5 separate regions of the Mus musculus genome follow, and regions 1, 3, 4 and 5 are each linked to region 2. A link is a contact called in public Hi-C, HiChIP or PLAC-seq and promoter capture Hi-C data. All regions are on one chromosome and are shown on one strand. The core of a region is the stretch at or near the end of the contact, and the rest is flanking DNA. Distances in the headings are between cores, read along the strand shown. Region 1 has its middle 64 kb from the start of Mup20. Region 2 holds the start of Zfp37 (zinc finger protein 37). Region 3 holds the start of Fkbp15 (FK506 binding protein 15). Region 4 has its middle 86 kb from the start of Mup20. Region 5 has its middle 31 kb from the start of Mup20.

Region 1 (2,700 bases), core at 166-2,665, 220 kb after region 2:
CCTGTGAGCTACAATGTCAGGGGTGGGAATTTAACCCAGGTCCTCTGAAAGAACAGGCAAGTGCTCTTAACCAGGAGTCATCGCTCCAGCCTCTCCCTCTCCCTTTTCATCCTGCTTTCCCTGTTCAACATTTAGTGACTGAATGCTAACTCTGTGACTGCCAAGGTGCTGACCTGTCTGAGCACTTATAGTGTGTACGCCTTGTTCTTGGCCTCAGACTACATGTTCCCCTGAGTCACATAACTTCGTATTGCAATGTTCCTAAACAGATACCTATTGTGGAGAGGACTCAAGACCTCTTAGGAAAAGACTATCTGTGCTCAATAGCAGATTGGAATGCCAGACATCAAGAGTCAGTATAGCTTGGAGTCCACCCCAACCTTGAAGGAAAGACTGCTTGGTTGTGAGGAGTGTGAATAGATAGCAGTCCTAGTTGTTAACTGCTTCAGTGGACGCTCCAGTCATTGAGCTGAGATGCTGGTCTCTTTGGGGTGTACTCCGCCCCATGAATGAACAAAACTGTGTCATAGAATTTCTGCCTAACACAAGATAACTTCCCTTTTCTTGATTCTGATGCCTCCTAGCTCCCTTCATCTTTCATGAGTTACTGGACAATAATCTCTTTGCCCCTTAAATCTGTCCCTATCTCTGGTTTCCAGGGGACCGTACTAGGTTTGGGGAGCTATGCAGGTGGATACTAGTAACTCCAATGATCCTCTGAAGTAGCTGCAATTAACCACAGGTTACTGGGTTCCTAAAAGGAATGCTGAGGATGGATTGGGAAGATGGCAAGGAAAATATTGAGCCAAGACAGAGTTCTATGATCAAGGCTCAATCTTTAATATATGGCACTAAATATATATTGGAAAACCCAAGGATCCATCCCTTTGTTTCAGCTGGGTTCTGTTGTTTGTTTCAGCTGGATTGAGTTGCAAAGTAGGCTCTTCAGCAGCTCAGTGGGCAGGCAGTTCTCTTTGAGTATGGGCTGCTTAAAATACAAAGTGAAAAGTTAAAAAGTTAAAAAGAAAAGTATTAAAGTCCTCAGTAGGGATGTCCCATACACTCAATTCAATTGCAAATTAGCAAAGATCAGTCCCAGGGCCTGGCCTCCTAGTGTGGGGGAGGTGGCTTTGAGAATCAACAGAAAAAACTGTTACTTCTCAGGTAAATAGTGGTAAGAACCAGGTAAGCTGGAAGATAAAGATTTTTCTTAGCTAACTTTTTAATTGGAATATCCAACATTAGATTTATTTCCAGACCAGTCAGTCCATCATTGGTTGCATTAAAGGAAAGAGAAGAGTCATTATAACTCCTCATTTGGATTAATTTTTCTAATCAGTTTCCACAGTCTTTATGTTCTCTGTCCCACAAGGTGTAAAACCTTGAAGCAAGCTAGCTTAGACTGTCTAATCTGGGACATAGGCAAGCAAAGGTGGGTCAAGAACATACACTCAACCTGTCACCATTGTTAGGGTACTTAGCAAGCTCACAGCTGAGCAGTATTCTTTTGTGTCCTCATGTTACACCAATCACTCTGGCAGCAAGCATGATCCTGAAGCATTCTGCAGAAAAAACACAAACATGAACTCTTGTCCATATTAAATACATGACCAGGATCAAGCCATATACCAATAACTAGATCTTTCCATCTCACCTAGGCATCAGTATGCCTAGTTATAGACACTCAGCAAAGAGTTCCTTGGCATCCAAATTTTAAAATTTTTTAAATAAAATGCATGATTTAAATAACATGCATTTTATTTTAATTCAGGTGACAGCAGATGCTGGCGAGGATGTGGAGAAAGGGGAACACTCCTCCATTGTTGGTGGGATTGCAAGCTTGTACAACCACTCTGGAAATCAGTCTGGCGGTTCCTCAGAAAATTGGACATAGTACTACCGGAAGATCCAGCAATACCTCTTCTGGGCATATATCCAGAAGATGCCCCAACCGATAAGAAGGACACATGCTCCACTATGTTCATAGTAGCCTTATTTATAATAGCCAGAAGCTGGAAAGAACCCAGATGCCCCTCAACAGAGGAATGGATACAGAAAATGTGGTACATTTACACAATGGAGTACTACTCAGCTATTAAAAAGAATGAATTTATGAAATTCCTAGGCAAATGGATGGACCTGGAGGGCATCATCCTGAGTGAGGTAACCCAATCACAAAGGAACTCGCACAATATGTGCTCACTGATAAGTGGATATTAGCCCAGAAACTTAGGATACCCAAGATATAAGATATAATTTGCTTAAAACATTAAACTCAAGAGAACGAAGACCAAAGTGTGGACACTTTGCCCCTTCTTAGAATAGGAAACAAAACACCCATGGAAGGAGTTACAGAGACAAAATCTGGAAGTGTGACGAAAGGATGGACCATCTAGTGATTGCCATATCCAGAGATCCATCCCATGATCAGCTTCCAAACGTTGACACCATTGTATACAATAGCAAGATTTTGCTGAAAGGACCCAGATATAGCTGTCTCTTGTGAGACTATGCCAGGGCCTAGCAAACACAGAAGTGGATGCTCACAGTCAGCTATTGAATGGACCACAGGGACCCCAATAGAGGAACTAGAGAAAGCACCCAAGGAACTAAAGGGAACTGCAACCCTATAGGTGGAACAACAATATGAACTGAGCAGTACCCCGGAGCTCTTGACTAGCTGCATATGTATCAAAAGAT
Region 2 (2,700 bases), core at 77-2,576:
CCCAAACACCCAGGGAAGTCACTGGCTAGCTTTTCTGTTGGCTTGAACCCATGTCTGAGCAGTCTTCTCTGGTGGATACCCCATTACCAGAGGCTCAAGAACTGGAGGTGAAACTAAGGGAGACAAGCAGACGGGGTGGGGGTGGGGGCGGGGGCGGGGGCGGCATGCAAAACAGGTTTGTTTGTTTTTAATTTGGGCTTTGGGCTTTAGCTCAGTACAGAGTAGTTAGTTGCCTAGTAAGCACAAGGCCCTAGGTTCTGTTTTCAGAAGGGGACTTCAGGAAAAACAGCAACAGCTTAAAATGTTAGTGCCTGTGAGAAGGCTCGGAGTGTAAATAGCAACCATTGTGGTAGGTAAGTCTGGAGAACGGAGTGAAGTCCCTGGATCCCCATAAAGAGAGAACTAACTCTTATATTTATACTCTGGCCCCCACAAATCAGTTCTGTTCTTTCTCCCGCTGTACATTGAATAAAGCTATAAAAACCCTTATTTTATTTTGCCCTTTTGAGACAAGTGCTTTGGATAGCTCACGCTAACCTCAAGTTCACTCTATATAACAAGGCTAGTCTTGAAAACACTGCCCCTGCTTCCTGCGTAATGGGATTGCAGGCAGTCTCCTCACTGGATCCATTTTCCAATAGGGGTGTTGAGTCAATCAATGAGAAACCACGCATTTGCAGTAATCTCACCATCTCTGCCCTACTGCGAATCCAAACTGAGGAGGGGGATGAAGGTTGTGTAGTCCTGTTCTTCATCCTGCACATGGATTGTACATATTTACATATCAAAAATTCTACATAAAAACTGTTGAGTAAACGCAATGAGCTTGTTAAGTAGTGCACTGAGAAGTCATTTTAACAGCTGTGCAGTTCTGAGGAAATGTCTTCACCAGTGCTGGGCTCTCACCAGGAGTGCCGTGTTCGCTGTCGGCCTCTTCCCTCCCCTCTCCATTATAACAGTAATCCAAAGAATTTTTGCTATGTCTTAGCGATAAATGTCTTCTCTCTGTAAGTCAACGTTACTAGTCTAGACCAGCTTTTCTGGTTTCTTTCTCTTTCTGGATTCCTCATCCTGCTTCCCGGGTTTCCCCGGCAACCGCAACTGGAAAACCCTTTGGAAAAGTAATTCCGAATTCTGTAACAGAACCCCCGAGGCGAGGCCTCCCCGCGCCTCCCGAATTTAGGTCTGGGGTGCGTGTCCCGCGCAGCAGCTCCTCTGAGCACTTCCTGCCTGGGACACGTCGCAGCTCCGGGAACCAGGACTCACGAATCGCCAGCCCTGCCGGCACAGTGATCCCAGAGGCGCCCGCGCCTCCGTTGTACGGCGGGGTCCATGCCAAGATGGCCGCGCCCACAAGCAATCTCCGCAGGTCTCCGCCATCGAAGCCCCCGGACCCTCTGAAGCGGTGCCCGGGGTGGCCGCCATATCGGCCTCTGACTCCATCGAGGACCTGACAAAGCCAGAGGCGCTGGATCGGAGGAGTGCGGACAAAGCCAGGCGTCCGGAGGAGATGGCTACATCCGAGCCTGCGGAAAGCGATGCGGTGAGGGCGGTAAGGGCTTGGGGTTGGTTTGGTTGTCGGTGATTGGAGGGTGACTGGAGTCCTAGTGGACGAGATTTGAGAATCTGTGGCGTTGTTGTTGAATAGTCTTTTGGGAAGGCCGGTGTTCTAAGGGACCAAGGTATTGGGGTATTATGGGCATATGGAGTATTAAGTGCCCGTGATATTGGGGGCATATGGAGTTGGGGATTGCTGTAACTTTCGGAAATCAGTATTTTGACGGATCTGTCTAGGTAAGTGATGCTTGGGAGCGGGGAGGCATCTGTAATAGTCACAGTGACTGAGTCTGGGTCTGGAAAGCTAGCAAGATCTGAAATGAGGGCTTTGTGATGTATTACAGACGGGAAGCCCTACAAGGATTAGAATTTGAACTGCTTGGGAGCTGGTGTTTTAGGTAACTGGGGATTACAGGCTGCACTGTGGGAGGGGCAGTATTGAGATTTGGAGAACTGGTTCATTTGGAATATGTGGGGATTAGAATTTGAGCCCTTGGGGTCAGTAATGGTGGCATTTCTGGAAGTCTAATAAGCAATGTCTTTAAGAGTCCTCGTTTTGTGTGCTATGACTGGCAGTGAGGGGGGAACCTGGAGGCTAATGAGCAGATGACAGTTGGTGGAATACAAGAAGTCTTATATTGAAGTGCCTATTTGGATGGCAGATTGTCATCTAGGGAGAAAGGGTATCAGTAGTCCTAACTGTCCCTTTAGTGATGGGGTTCTTGGTAGGAATTAATAATAATTATTATGATTCTGTGACTAGGACTCTGAGGCCAAGGCTTTGTGAGTTTTCAGGGTTTTATGATAGAAGGTTCTGTAAGGTCACTGGAGTTGAGTGGAGGTTAGTGACTGTTCTGTGAAGAATGGTAATTGGGAACTTCTATGTAGAGGAGGTTTAGGAAGGTTAGTGACTGAGGGATATTTGAGTGTCAATGGTTAGAAAATTGTAAAACAGAGTATAAGATGAACACCTATTTTATGCCAGAGAATTTTAAGTAGCAACATATAGGGCCAGTCTCTTTTTAAAAATAATTTATTTAATTTTATCGTATGTGCATTGGTGTGATGGTGTCGGATCCCTTGAAACTGGGGTTACAGACTGCCATGTGGGTGGGAATTGAACCCAGGTCCTCTGGAAGAGCA
Region 3 (2,700 bases), core at 33-2,532, 150 kb before region 2:
TCTAATAAAAAATTAATGAGAATCCACTGTGGGCAAGAAGACTTACAAGTTAGTAGTTCAAAAACTGTAATAAAAAGCCCCACAGGGGAAGTGCCAAGAGGTACAAAGTTCTCTGGGAGAGAGCTTCCAATCTCTTTAGTATCATCAGAAGAGACTAAAACATTCCGGAAAGGGACACTTACAGGATCAACCTGACTGGGAAGAAAACCAGAAAGAACTCCAATGAGAACTGTGGAAATGGACACTGGGACACACTATCTGCTTAGCCACAGCGTGGCTAAGCAAGATCGTTCAAAAAAAAAAAAAAAAAAACCCAAAAACAAAAACAAAACAGGCTAACCAAAGAAATATAGAAGAAAGACATGCAACAGAGTGGGCGAAAACTGGAGGCAGAAAAGTCAGCGACAACCAATGTTGACTTAAAACCTTGGCAACAAAACTCAGCTCAGCAAAACTGGATTGAGGACTTTCTACCTTCAAAGTCTCGTCCATCATCCACCCTCCCGAATATCCCAGCTCTTCTGGACCTCTCTTATCTGGACTTTAGAAACAGGGTCCTTTCCCAAGTCCTATGCCACACAGTCTAGTTAAGGGCCAGGCTTCCTCACTCATCAGCTCTCTAAACCCTGATACAAAGGACCAGGTCTGCTCTTCACTCTGTGTGACCTCGGACTAGTCACCCAAGTGGCTAGTTCTTCTGTCTTCTTGCCTGCAGATCAGTTTATTACGAAGAGACCCGGATCAGACTCGATGATTTCAGAGATTTAAAACCTTGAAAAAGCGCATATGGAGACACTGGACACGCGGTCCTTTGCGTAGATGGGGAAACTGAGGCACCGAGCACCCTGCCCTAAGGTCATAACAGCAATGTCGCTGTAAGATCCCTGCCACTGTTCGGCTCAGATCCCATGACTTCTAGTCCGGGGCTCTTTCTCCTTCCGCCCAGCTTAAGGGAGCTGCGGGGGGTCCAGGGTTCGGGAGGGAAAAGGACAGCGAACACGCCGGGTTTGGGAAAAGGAGGGGAGTGACCTTACCTTCACAGGGTAAGCCCCGCCGCCTTAGTCTTCCTCTCAGAACTGGATCCCCTAGTCCGGTACGGACTTCTACCAAGCCCCCGCCACTACTGCCCGGCTCGACGTGTCCCACGACCGCAGTAAAGGCCGCGGATTCCCGCCCTGGACCCGCCCCCTGGGTGATCCCACCAATCACCGCTCAGAACCTAGGAACTCCACCTCCTCGGAGGGCTGGTGAGGCCTTGCGTCACTGGGAGCTCACCTCCTCATTTGCCTTTGCTCCACCTCCTCCACCGCTGGGTCTCCTCTGGGCCTCACTACCCTGAGAGAGTTTGTCCTGCCGGAAAGCAGCTCGCCGCCACGGCGTTTTACGTTACCGGCGGTGACAGGCCCTGGGAACATCCAACTTCCTCCTCCCTTCAGCTGGGCGAAAGCCGACGTGATGTTCGGTGCCGGAGACGAGGATGACACCGACTTCCTCTCGCCAAGCGGCGGGTGAGTGATTGAGGAACGGGACCCGAGCGCTGGGCTGAGAGACTGGCGCGGTGGCTGCAGGGGTCGGGCTCTTCTCAGGCCGCTTCCCAACTTCCGGGTCTAGACAGACCCTCGGCGCGTTCCACCGCTCAGCCTTCGCATTCTGAGTAGCGGTGTCACCTCGGCCCGTCTGGGTTCAGGAACTGGAACCTCCCTTGACACCCTTTTGCTTTGTGAATCACACTTTCTCCAGTGAAATGGAGAGGATTGCTGGGGAGACTGCTTGCCTCGGAGTTTATATAGGAGTCAGCTCCTATAATAAATATACGAGCTGTAAACTCAAGAGACTTTCTCTTCCCCGAGAACAGGATGGTGACACTTTGAACCAGGACCTGGTGGGCCATCTCTGGCATCCTTCAAAGCCTACTTCAGAGGTTACCTTTTTGGTGATTCTTTGCTTTCACAGTCCCGGGAGGAATAGTCTGCTTCATCTTCCATATTTCCACAAGCCTTAGCACATGGAACCTACTGAAATCTAAGCCCTGACTGAACTGCTTATGGTTGCTCATTTCTGTCTAGGTCTCAGAACAGTAACTCCTGGTGCACATTGATTGCTCACGAAGTGCCTGCGAAATTATGCTTTTTAAGCCCTAAGGTGTAACGCCAATGGGAAAGACTATTCGTTTTCTTCTGCTTTCAAACATCATATATGCCATCTTGGGAGAGAAGTCTTTAACGGCAGGCTAGATCCACCCCACCCCCCCCCTTTAATAATTAGCTCAGTGTTTTCCCTTGCGTTGTCCTAGTGGACCTCATGTCTCCCTTCAGACTTGTTAACTGCAAAGCTCACATCTTTGCACAGCCCTTCTTTGAACGCCTGCTTTACAAGTTTTGTGCATAGTGATGAACCTACTTAAGAATGACTGACACATCATCCTACCAATAATGATTAGTCTCCTAGAATACTGGGCAGTCAATACAGGAGTGACCATAAGATGACTGGCTTTCTTTTGATTGTGTGTGTGTGTGTGAGAGAGAGATGTATGCATGTATGCATGTTGTGAACATCTTTGTTGAGGACAGAGGTTCAGTATCAGGGGTCCTTCTCTGTACACTTCCACTTTAGTTTTTGAGACAAGTTTTCTCACTGAACCTGAGTTTTCCATTTTGACTAGACTGGTTGTCCAGCAAGCTCCCAGTATCCATCCATCAC
Region 4 (2,700 bases), core at 189-2,688, 240 kb after region 2:
CCTCTGAATTAGCCACAAGTGGCCACGGGTTACTGGGTTCCTGAAAGGCAAGCTGTGGATTGATGGGAAGGATGGCAAGAGAAATAATGAACCAAGGGAAGTTCTCTGATCAAGGCTCCCGTCTTTAATGTATGTCACTAAATACATATGGGAAAACCCAAAGACCTGTCCCTTTGTTTTGGTTGAGTTCCCTTGTATGTTTCAGCTAGATTGAATTGCAAAGTAGGCTCTTCAGCAGCTCAGTGGGCAGGCAGTTCTCAGTTCTCTGGCTGGAAGATATAAGTGTAGCAGAGACAGATGCCTGGCTCCAGTGTCACAGACTTGTTCAGCCAGCTTAAAACTGGGGACAGGAGATCACAATTCCTCCCTTTTTATTTATTAAAAATTAGCTGGACAGGGGCATAAAATTTACTTATGTTCCATGGCCATGTCTCTGAATTATGGTGGCTGGTGGCTTGCCTGCCTTTAGTCTGAATGTCTTGTCTCCTTCTGATTCATCCTGGAGGACACGTGCAGTTTGTTTGTGTTTATTTGCACAAGTAAGGCCCTTTAGTGTTTATAATGAACAAACATGGCCAAAGCACATGCCTCTGTCTTAGGTTGATAAGAGTCATAGCATCATCAGTGGCTGGTCTTTGGCTAATGGACCTCATAACACACCTTTTACCCATTCAGACCAAAGCCACAATATGCACTCAATGCATCTCTTCATAGTGATGAATAACTGCCATATATGAGCTTTGCTGAGGTGAAACTTTATCAAGTAACCGACTTGCTTAAAATACAAAGTCAAAAGTTAAAATGTACAGGATTAAAGTTGTCTGTGGGATGTCCCTGAAAGTATAACAACATAAAAACAGAATTCTAGGCCTTTAGGTCCAGGCTTGGGAATGTGGCCTTTGTAAAGGTATGCTAATCATAAAACAGATAGCAACATTCCTCTACCCACCCGCTTCCTGGGTTCAAAGAGTGCTCATTCAAAGAAAGTCACCCTGGCCATTACCAGAACCTGCAATGCAAATGTGCTATTGTTAGAGGCTCTTAGAAGCTGTCTTGAGAGTTAACAATTACCAGGTATTCCTTGTGACTCTTGTAACTTTACACTTCCTTGTGACTCTTAACTGGTATCTTTGGTATCTTCCAACAACGCCCTCCCCACTTCCTTGAGTTGTGGTCTCTTCCTTTAAATACCCCCTAATCCAGCTACTCGGGGCACCACGGTCCTCTACCCCGGCGTGGTGTATGACCGTGGGCCTGAGAGTGCTCTTGAATAAAAAAATCCTCTCGCAATTTGCAGCAAGACCCGTTTCTTGTGGGTGATTTTGGGGTGTCGCCTCTCCTGAGTCAGAACGTGGGGGAGTCCTCACGTTGTGGGTCTTTCATTCCAGGCACTCAATTCAGGTGCAAATTAGCAAAGATCAGTCTCAGGCTCTGGCCCCCTAGTGTGGGGAAGGTGGCTTTGAGAATCAACAGAAAAAAAAAAATGTTACTTCTCAAGTCAATAGTAGTAAGAGTAAGGTAAGTTGGATGATACAGATTTTTTAAGCTATCTTCCTAATTGGAATATCCAACATTGGATTTATTTCTAGACCAGTCAGTCCATCATTGAGTCAGAATAACTGGTCACATTAAAGGAAAGAGAAAAGTCGTTATAACTCCACATTTTGATTGATTTTTCTAAGTCAGTTTCTACCATCTCTATGATCTCTGACCCACAGGGTGTAAAGGCAGCCTTTGTAATCTGGAACATACTCAAGCAAAGGTTGGTCAAGAACATATACGTAATACAGCTTTCCTGTCACCATGGTCAGGGCTCTCAGCATGCTCACAGGTCAGCCTTAACCTTTGTGTCAGCATGTCACTTAAATCACTCTGACAGAAAGCATGATCCTGAAGCATCTGCAGAAAAAACACAAACATGCCCTCTTGCCCATTATTTAATATCTGATCAGGATCATGCCATATACCAACAAGTAGATCTTTCCATCTCACCTAGGTATGAGTATGCCAAACTGTAAGATGCTATAGACACTCAGCAAAGAGTTTCTTGGCATCCAAAATCTAAAAATTTTAAAATAAAAACTGTGATTTAAATAATGTGCACGGTGATATAATTCCCCCTTTGTTGTTTTTAAAGACGATATCGTTTTAAAGTTCAACAATGCCTTTTCCTTGATAATTATATAAAATCCAGGCAACAGGGGTAACATTAAATTGTTAACATCTCAAACACTTGACTGTAATAGCCAATTCCATTCTCTGTTTCAATCTGATTTGGAATACCAAGCATAAAAAAATTAATGTAGGTAATGACTAATTACATTTTAGTTGCTTCTCTTGTTAAAGCAATTGTAAACAGAAAACTTCAAAGGTGTCAAGAGTCACATGTACATATTTTATCTTTCTAATATCAGAAATATGAGTATTAGTTTGCAATAATTGATTAAGTATAAGTCCTCGAGACTTTAACACCATTCGGTGGAACAAATAGAAATCGAGGTCGCTGAGAACAAGTCTTTACAATTTGACATGCACATTCTCTAAAAATACCAAATTATTATCTCAAGCCATTACTATTTTGATGATGTAAAAAATGAGATTATATGGCCAATTGTTCTTGTTTAAGGCCTACAATTTTCCTGGAATACAGATCTGCTGTGCCATTGCATTAAGGATTCTGGTCCGGGCAGTCCAGGATGA
Region 5 (2,700 bases), core at 179-2,678, 190 kb after region 2:
GAAGCAGGAGGGTGGAGGAATGTCTCTGTTTTATAATTAGCATACCTTTGAGTATTAAGTCACAGAGGTCACATTCCCAAGCCTGGGCCTAAAGGCCTAAAATTTTGTTTTTACATTATACTTTCAAAAGGAAAGATGTGATTGGATAGGAAGGATGGCAAGAGAAATAATGAGCAAAGACAAAGTTCTCTGATCAAGTATCAGTCTTTATTGTATGGCACTGAATACATATGGGAAAAACCACGGACCCATCCCTTTGTTTTGGCTGAGTTCTTTTGTTTGTTTAAGCTGGAATGAGCTGCAAAATAGGCTCTTCAGCAGCTCAGTGGTCTAATAGTTCTCAGTTCTCTGGCAGGAAGATGTAAATGTAGCAGAACCAGATGCCTGGCTCCAGTGTCATAGACTTGTTTATCCAGCTTAAAACTGGGGGCAGGGAGTGACAGTTCCTCCCTTTTTATTTATTAAAAATTACCTTGACTTGGGCATAAAATTTATTAATGTTTCATGTCCCTGTCTGGGAATTATGGTGGCTTGTGGCTGTGCCTGCTTACGTCTGAATGCCTATACTTCTTCTGACCCATCCTGGAGAACAAGTGCAGTTTGTTTGTGTTTAATTGCACAAGCATGGTCTTTTAGTGTTTATAACATACAAACATGGCCTTTTGTCACATGCCTCTGTCTTAGGTTGATAAGAGTCATAGAATCATCAGTGGCCCGTATTTGGCTACTGGAACGCATAACACACCTTTCTCCCATTCAGCCCAAAGCCACAATATGCGCTCAATGCATGTCTTCATAGTGATGAATAACTGCCATATCTGAGCTTTGCTAAAGGTGAAACTGTTTAGAAGTAACCAACCTGCTTAAAATACAAAGTGAAAAGTTAAAAAGAAAAGCATTAAAGTCCTCTGTGGGGATGTCCCATACACTCAATTCAATTGCAAATTAGCAAAGATCAGTCCCAGGGCCTGGCCTTCTAGTGTGGGGGAGGTGGCTTTGAGAATCAACAGAAAAAACTGTTACTTCTCAGGTCAATAGTGGTAAGAGTTAGATAAGCTGGCTGATAAAGATTTTTTAGCTGTCTTCGTAATTGGAATATCCAACATTGGATTTATTTCTAGATCAGTCAGTCCATCATTGAGTCAGAATAACTGGTCACATTAAAGGAAAGAGAAGAGTAATTATAACTCCTCATTTTGATTAATTTTTCTAAGTCAGTTTCGACAGTATCTATGTTCTCTGTCCCACAAGGTATCAAAGCTTGAAGAAAGGCAGCTTAGCATCTCATATCTGGGACATAGGCAAGCAATGGTAGGTCAAGAACATACACTCAATACAGCTTTCCTGTCACCACTGTCAGGGCACTCAGCAAGCTCACAGCTCAGCATTATTCTTTTGTGTCGTCATATCACACCAATCACTCTGGCAGCAAGCATGACCCTGAAACACTCTGCAGAAAAAACACAAACATGCCCTCTTGCCCATCTAAATACCTGATCAGGATCATGCCATATACCAATAAGTAGATCTTTCCATCTCACCTAGGCATGAGTATTCCTAGCTGTAGGATGCTATTGACACGCAGCAAAGAGTTCCTTGGCATCCAAAATTTTAAATTTTAAAAATAAAATGCATGATTTAAATAATGTGCACCAGGATATAATCCTGCTTTTTTGTTTTTTAAGAAGATATTGTTTTAAAGTCCAACAATGCCTTGTCCTTGAGAATTATATAAAATCCCAGTAACAAGGGTAACATTAAATTTTTAACAAAACATCTCAAATGGTTGACTGTAATAGCCCGTCCCATTTTCTGTTTGATCTGATTTGGAACACAAAGCATAAAAAAAGTTAATGTAGGCAATTTCTAATTACAGTTTTAGTTCCTTTTCTTGTTAAAGCAATTACAACTAGAAAGCCTGAAAATGTGTCAATAGTCACATATACATATTTTATGTTTCTAAGATCAGAAATATGAGTGTCCCTTTGCAATAATTGATTAAGTACAAGTCCTCGAGATTTTAACACCATTCATTGGAACAGATAGAAATTGAGGTCTCTGAGAACAAGTCTTTATAATTTGACATGAACATTCTCTAAAAAAAACCAAATTATTATCTCAAGCCATTACTATTTTGATGATGTAAAAAATGAGATTATATGACCAATTGTTCTTGTTTAAGGCCTATAATTTTCCTAAGATACAAATCTGCTGTGCCATTGCCTTAAGGGGTCTTGTCCGGGCAGTACAGGATGAGTTCTTAAAGGTCCAGGGACACTCCTTTAAAGGAACAGTATTTTCTCTTAACTTGAGTTGTATGTGCATAAACAGTTGCAAAATTTGAGAAGTAGCAGTATCTAAGAAAGGAACAATTTCAGCAACTGTGAGCCAATGTGTGTGTGTGTGTGTATATATATATATATATATATATATATATATATATATATATATATATGCTATCCGTATAAAAATTAAAAGTTGGTTTTTCTTTTTCAACATTTCAAAACACTGGCTACAGCACAGAATTTAATTATCTGTGCTGAAGTAGGAAGAAACTCAAAAGAATATACATGTGATCCAATCACATATACTTCTCTCCTATAGAAGAGCTGTTTATAAATACAGTAGATGTACTCTTTATAGGATGCAAACATCAATTTTCAAGAAATAAAAAGCATGCATAGAAGCAAATTTTAACTT

Evidence for each region. Promoter capture Hi-C pulls out the DNA fragments that hold promoters and counts their contacts. A called contact is a pair of places that touch in the nucleus more often than the background predicts. HiChIP or PLAC-seq counts read pairs in DNA pulled down with a chosen protein or histone mark.
Region 1: a contact with region 2 is called in an H3K27ac HiChIP or PLAC-seq map of embryonic stem cells, with 2.8 times the contacts expected there. The contact joins the enhancer-like site here to the promoter of Zfp37 in region 2. A contact is called at or near these places in 1 of 39 promoter capture datasets (liver) and 2 of 115 datasets of contacts at active chromatin or transcription factors (bone marrow-derived macrophages and embryonic stem cells).
Region 3: a contact with region 2 is called in a Hi-C map of embryonic fibroblasts, with 5 times the contacts expected there. The contact joins the promoter of Fkbp15 here to the promoter of Zfp37 in region 2. A contact is called at or near these places in 2 of 39 promoter capture datasets (cranial neural crest and maxillary cranial neural crest), 7 of 484 Hi-C or Micro-C datasets (cerebral cortex, cortical neurons, embryonic fibroblasts and 3 more), 2 of 115 datasets of contacts at active chromatin or transcription factors (both in embryonic stem cells) and 2 of 9 other capture datasets (adipose tissue and pancreatic islet).
Region 4: a contact with region 2 is called in a promoter capture Hi-C map of embryonic stem cells, with 2.8 times the contacts expected there. The contact joins the enhancer-like site here to the promoter of Zfp37 in region 2. A contact is called at or near these places in 3 of 39 promoter capture datasets (embryonic stem cells, liver and stem cell-derived epiblast-like cells), 1 of 115 datasets of contacts at active chromatin or transcription factors (epiblast stem cells) and 1 of 9 other capture datasets (embryonic stem cells).
Region 5: a contact with region 2 is called in a promoter capture Hi-C map of liver, with 2.9 times the contacts expected there. The contact joins the enhancer-like site here to the promoter of Zfp37 in region 2. A contact is called at or near these places in 2 of 39 promoter capture datasets (cranial neural crest and liver), 1 of 484 Hi-C or Micro-C datasets (embryonic stem cells), 3 of 115 datasets of contacts at active chromatin or transcription factors (bone marrow-derived macrophages, embryonic stem cells and epiblast stem cells) and 1 of 9 other capture datasets (adipose tissue).

What each region holds. Positions count from the first base shown.
Region 1 is chr4:61,988,431-61,991,130 of GRCm38.p6, reverse strand. No RefSeq gene overlaps it. Among named protein-coding and RNA genes, the nearest start is that of Mup20, 64 kb to the left of the region's middle. Within about 2 kb of position 1,415, at least 2 of the 459 cell types and tissues checked have an H3K27ac peak or open chromatin away from gene starts, as enhancers often do. A contact at or near this core is called in embryonic stem cells, where this site is marked.
Region 2 is chr4:62,207,172-62,209,871 of GRCm38.p6, reverse strand. It overlaps Zfp37 (zinc finger protein 37), which reads left to right and starts at 1,326. Exons shown (of 4, transcript NM_001290351.1): 1 at 1,326-1,543. The coding sequence starts at 1,511. Gm30451 (a long non-coding RNA gene) reads right to left here and starts at 948. Exons shown (of 2, transcript XR_390634.1): 1 at 907-948; 2 at 470-756.
Region 3 is chr4:62,359,178-62,361,877 of GRCm38.p6, reverse strand. It overlaps Fkbp15 (FK506 binding protein 15), which reads left to right and starts at 1,282. Exons shown (of 28, transcript NM_001045528.2): 1 at 1,282-1,508. The coding sequence starts at 1,456. Slc31a1 (solute carrier family 31, member 1) reads right to left here and starts at 1,177. Exons shown (of 5, transcript NM_175090.4): 1 at 1,035-1,177.
Region 4 is chr4:61,966,614-61,969,313 of GRCm38.p6, reverse strand. No RefSeq gene overlaps it. Among named protein-coding and RNA genes, the nearest start is that of Mup20, 86 kb to the left of the region's middle. Within about 2 kb of position 1,438, at least 6 of the 459 cell types and tissues checked have an H3K27ac peak or open chromatin away from gene starts, as enhancers often do. A contact at or near this core is called in embryonic stem cells, where this site is marked.
Region 5 is chr4:62,022,044-62,024,743 of GRCm38.p6, reverse strand. It overlaps a transcript of Mup20 not described here. Among named protein-coding and RNA genes, the nearest start is that of Mup20, 31 kb to the left of the region's middle. Within about 2 kb of position 1,428, at least 8 of the 459 cell types and tissues checked have an H3K27ac peak or open chromatin away from gene starts, as enhancers often do. A contact at or near this core is called in embryonic stem cells and liver, where this site is marked.